2 separate regions of the Sus scrofa genome follow, and region 1 is linked to region 2. The links are chromatin contacts, called in public Hi-C maps. All regions are on one chromosome and are shown on one strand. Each heading gives the region's core, a stretch centred on a gene start, on an enhancer-like site or on the middle of the called end of the contact. The rest is flanking DNA. Distances are from core to core; before and after follow the strand shown.

Region 1 (2,700 bases), core at 129-2,628, 210 kb before region 2:
CTTTCTGCAGGATACCCCCTTAATTTTACAAGAACTAGGCAAAAAAAGACCTTTTCCGGAGGCAGAGGGGAGGGGTTCTTGGGTGAAGGAGGTTAAGAACCAAGTTGACGCAGACGCGGGTGGCAGTGGCGAGTGGGAGGGGGTGACTTGATTAATGCTGCACCTCACAGGGTAGAGCGTGTGACAGAGGGGGACAGGTACGGGCGAAGGAGCGCTGAACTCTCGAGCCGCAGTCCTGGAAGCTGTCAATCATAGACTTCAATCTTAAAGGCTCCAAAAGCCAGGCGGCTCTGAGGGTCCGCTCGGTCAGGCTCAGTTGTGAGCAGTGCAGCCCCCCCGCCTGTTCCCGTCCTAGCGCGCTGACTCCTGCGAAGCGCCAGAGACCCGCGACACAGCGTTTGAAAGCAGGTCTCCGCTTTATGACAGAAGCCGCAACCGGAAATAGACCACGGGGCTTGGAGAAGGCTGGCGGAGGCGAGGCGAGGCGCTCTAGCCCGGAATGCGACCGCGAGACCGGAACTAGAGATCTCTATGGCCTCACTGGGACTTCCGCTTCCGCCTCCTGCTGAAAGTAAAGAAGGCGCTAGGGGTTTTGCTTGCAGAGCCGTTCTCCGCTGGTTGGTTTTACTTTTCCTAGTTGTTTTTGTTTTGCCGCCTCATGGGAAAGTTACGGTTCCGATCTCTCTCTGCAGAGTCTTTTTAGCAGGGTGTTGAGGGCGCCGCACCAACGTTTGGCGGCTGGAGCCAGAACTCAGCCCACAGAGGCGTTTGTTACCTGGGGCGATCGAGTTTAGGAGTCGAGGGACGCAAGGGAATGTGAAGATGGAAGGCTCTCGCTGTACTCGTGGCGAGGGTGGTGGTTCACCGTTTTCTGCTGCCTTAGGGGAGGATTTGAAGCGACATAATTGGAGATAGAAGCCTTAGCTTTATGGTCGCCAATTGCTATTTAAAGAAAAAAAAATGATTAGGATGAGAAGAGATCTTTTGTTACTCACAAGTTGGGACGAGTCTTCTAGATTAGGTTCTTTCAAGCATAACTGTAAGCACTTGGTACGCTAGTTCAAACTGGTTCCTACGCTCGTACACAGTCGACTGTGTTACCTTAGCGATATGAATATTGGGTACGAATCAGATGAATTCTAACTAGCGTGAACTGGGGAGGCTTGACAGAGAAGATAGTTTTCGTTGTTTGTATACCAGAAGGAATGTAATTAACCTTAGGATTTGCAACGTACTTTTACATCGTATGCAATTGCCTTGGTTGAGTTGCTGCTGCAGGTTTAATTTATATGAAGTTAGAGTTCATCTCCTTCTCTCTCCAACGCCCCCTCCCCCCCCCCAAATAACCAGAAATAGAAGGTGATTTGTTTTGTTTTGTTTTGTTTCAGGGTGGCACCCAGGGCACATAGAGATTCCCAGGCTAGTTGTTGAATTGGAGCCGTCGCCACTGGCCTACGTGGCAGCCACGCAACACCAGATCTGAGCTGCATTTTGGACCTACACCGCAGCTCAGGGCAACACCGGATCCTTAACCCACTGAGGAAGGCTAGGCATCAAATATGTGTCCTCATGGTTACTGGTCAGATTTGTTTCCGCGGAGCCACAATGGGAACTCCATAGGAGGTTATTAGTTACTGCCTTAGAGGACCTTATAAAGGTAGTTAATTGTTTCACAGAATGAGAATGGTGGAAAACAAAGTTTATTATCCAAAGAGGAGAAATAAAATCTTGCAAGTTAACCTTGATTTTAGTTCTACAAAGTGTTTTATATTCTGCTAAAACGCCTGCAGGAGAAAGTCACGTTAATGTAAGAGTTTTACCTTATAGAGGTTTTTTTTGTTTTTTGTTTTTTCTTTTTAGGGCTATACCAGTGGCATATAGAAATTCCCAGGCTAGGGGTCAAATCAGAACTACAGCTGCCAGCCTACACCACAGCCACAGCAACGTGGAATCCCAGCCATGTCTGTGACCTACACCACAGGTCATGGCAATGCCAGATCCCCGACCCTCTGAGCAAGGCCAGGGATGGAACCCACATCCTCATGGATACTAGTTGGATTCATTTCTGCTGTGACACAAGGGGAACACCTTACAGAGTTTTAAGGACTGGAGTAATGTATAAAGCACTTGGCATTAGATATGTGATCAAAGGTAGCTGTTACAAATGGGCTTTTCTTAAGTAACAGCAAAAAGACAAAGCTGAGAAATAGCATCAACTAAGATGAATGGGAAGTTAGTTAAACTTGTATCAGTTATGGTTTTTGGCTACAAGCAACAGAAAACAGCTAATTTAAACTAAAAAAATTATCGGAAGAATATGGAGTAGCTAACAAAATAAGGAAAGCCAACTCTGAAAGTACAGTAATTATACAGCCCTACTGGATGTTTCTCGCAAGAATTAGCAAAGTCTCATCTAGGCATCATTGTTGCCGTGAATGAGGTTCAACAAATTTCTTTCTGTCCCTGTACTTACAATTCAGATTCCTTGTGACCTACCTTGGTTCGGATTTCCTCACCACTCCCTGTTTCACTCTTAGACAAAAGATGGCAAGACAACTTAATAGCCCATTGAGACTATTCCAAAAATAAACTGACATTATCACATGAGAAAAGGGAAAGGCAGTTAAAAAAAAAAAAGTCAATTACTACAGCCAACAAAAAATAAACACCTAATCATAGATCCCACTCTTAGGTTTATGA
Region 2 (2,700 bases), core at 169-2,668:
GCCGAAGGCCTAAGCCATAGCTACAGCATTGGGGGATCCGAGCTGCGTCTGCGATCTACACCGTCGCTCATGGCAACACTGGATCCTTTAACCCACTGAGCGAGGCCAGGGATCGAACCCATGTCCTCATGGACGCTAGTCCGTTCCTTAACCACTGAGCCACGACGGGGACCCCCTCCCCCAATTCTTTACTAGGTCAACTTCTGCTCATTCCTATGGTTTGGCTTATACGTCACGTCGCCCTCGGGGAAGATGCCCTTGTGCCCTTGTGTGCCCTCTGAGCTTTCATAGCTTCAACTCAAACTTGAGCCAGAGCCCTCTCTAGACAGTGCAGCAGAACGTATAGACCCACAGGCAGTGTTATCTGGATTCCAATTCCATTTATTCGTTGTGCGACCTAGGGCGAGTGAATTCTGCCTTCTCATTTGTAACGTGGGACTAATATTTCATCATTTTGTTGTGAGAATTAAATGAGATGATGCAAGGTGCCTAACAATTAGAATTAGTATTACCTCAGCGCTGAATACTAAAGCTCGATCTCTCGTTCTAATACATCCTCAGGGTTCAGTTTGTACGTGATTTCATTTTAAGGCACACGTTTGTTCCAGTATCACTTTGCAGACTATCTGCTATTTGACAAGGTAGTTAAAACAAACCAGGAGGTGACCTGGTCCGGTAGTCTGTCACGATTTTTCGGTACGGGAGTTTACTAACTCCCAACGCCCCCGGCTGGCTCAAGCAGTCTGCAGCCCAAGCAGAACGAACAAGGGCATACCATTCGAAATTTCAGCGAAAGAACTGTCTTTTCTAACCATTTAACCTGCGTTTATAAGGCTTCTCTTCTTTCGCTTCCTAACCTCGAATTCTTACAGATCCAATGAAGTGAGAAATAGGACCGTAATCAGGAAGGAGCGCGTAAGTTCAGATTCCTCCCCCATCCAGATCGCGGCAATGGTACTTCCTCTCCTCAATTCCCTCTCAATAATGGTACCGTCCGCGTAGGGGAGAACGGGGGGTGATTCCGAAGTCCCCAGGTTCGGAAGCTGGTCCTATTACAGAGCTACCCCTCGAGCCTTGGTGCTGTGGTACCGCCCACTTCCCTCTGATTGGCTGCAGAGACCCCGCAGTCGGGCCCAGCCCTCCGCGCCGCCCTCAGTAGAGCTCCGGCCGCCGCGCCGCCAGGCTTTCGTATTCCTTGTTCTCCGCGGGCTGTGGGGGCTCCGCGCCGCGGCCGTTAGTCATGTCTGGTAGGTGACTCCTTCAGCGAGCAGCGGCAGCGGCGAGAAGGGGCCCGGCGGGGTTGGGCCGTCTTCCCGCCCACCGGAGGGCCCCGAGGGAAAGCCTCCGGCCCTGAGGGAGGCTGGGGTGGGGGGGCGGACGCGGCCGCCGCCATGTTGGACTGGAGGGACGCACGCTCCCAACGCTCTCCGTTTCCAGATCCCGGCGGGAGTGCTTCGAGCCTCCGGTCTTTTGGCCCCTTTCTTGGAACCTGAGGCCACTTGCCGCTCCCGGGGGAGGGTGTGTGGAATTGGGGGGCGGAGGCCTCTACGCCATCGCAGGGGCGGGGGGAGCCTGTGATTAGAGCATCAGCCGGAGAGAATCGGTGCTTCTGGTTCTCCGCTCCGCCTCAGATCTTTCAGCGAGGCCTCGGGCCAGTCATCTCGCCGCCTCGTCCCTCAGTTTCCCCATCCGTGAAGTGGAGCTGGGCCTTCCTGACTCACCCATTCATCAGGTGGGGGCCTTGACGCTTTGGGAGCCCTTTTAAAGGACGTTGCCTGACACGAAATCCTACATGTCGTCATTCCCTCTGCAGCAGCCTCCCCGATTCGAGTTGGGGGTGTTTGCGTATAATTTCAGCTTCCTCCTCACCCTCCTCTGTCATCTCCCCTTTTCAGTTTATCTCCTGCACGAGCTTAATTAAAGTGAGCCTTGTCTATTGATAGGCTGCAGTAAGTACATGTGGCATTTACGTTAAAACATATCGACCAAAAGAACGACGGTCTTCCACGAAGCACTTAAATTGATAGAGGCCACCCCGGTTGTGTGGAAGAGAAAAAGAGGCCTTGGTCTCATCAGGACAGCCCGTTTAGATCCTGCTAAAGCAGAATATAAAGTCAGGGACGTGGATCTGCTCTTGATTTAGCAGATTGACCTAGCTGCCACACGAGGTCCTCTGTTTTTGGGTATATCATAGGCTGCAAGGAAAGACCCAGCTCTCCACTTACTAGAAACCATCATGAGTGTTACATGACCATTTTTCAAGTGGGAAAGGAAAATACATTCCTGAAAGCCATATGGTTAGGATGAAAATGTCTGCTGGCAGAGTATTTTACACTTGAATGGGAGAACCTGTTGGTACTAAAAACGAAACAACACTCCCCCGCCCGCATTGAGAAGGAGAGAAAAAGCCAGCAGCAGGCAGAGAGGAGACTGAATGGACCAGAATGGTTGGACAGGGGAGTGATCAACATTCCTTAGGTTAACATCGATGTTAAGCCAGAATATCGATCTTTTGAGGGATGGGGCATTTACCTGATCAAACAGGCTGTTCATTGCACAGAATTTCTCTCTTGCTTCTTTTTATTTAATTCTTACTCAAGCAAGAAATAATTTCTTACCCCAAAGTAGACATTGGTACATATTTTACCAGGCACATCATTGGGAGTGAAGCCTGGTAAAGCTCCACGTGAGTACACAGAG

The links. Hi-C and Micro-C count contacts between places; a contact is called where the count stands out from the background.
Region 1: a Hi-C map of liver shows a contact between it and region 2, with 5 times the contacts expected there. The contact joins the promoter of PEX12 here to the enhancer-like site in region 2. A contact is called at or near these places in 1 of 5 promoter capture datasets (liver), 3 of 47 Hi-C or Micro-C datasets (liver and skeletal muscle) and 1 of 2 datasets of contacts at active chromatin or transcription factors (alveolar macrophages).

The regions. Positions count from the first base shown.
Region 1 is chr12:39,930,358-39,933,057 of Sscrofa11.1, reverse strand. It overlaps PEX12 (peroxisome assembly protein 12), which reads right to left and starts at 1,378. Exons shown (of 3, transcript XM_003131719.4): 1 at 1-1,378. It also overlaps a transcript of AP2B1 not described here.
Region 2 is chr12:39,723,194-39,725,893 of Sscrofa11.1, reverse strand. No RefSeq gene overlaps it. Among named protein-coding and RNA genes, the nearest start is that of TAF15, 7.8 kb to the right of the region's middle. Within about 2 kb of position 1,418, at least 81 of the 83 cell types and tissues checked have an H3K27ac peak or open chromatin away from gene starts, as enhancers often do. A contact at or near this core is called in alveolar macrophages, liver and skeletal muscle, where this site is marked.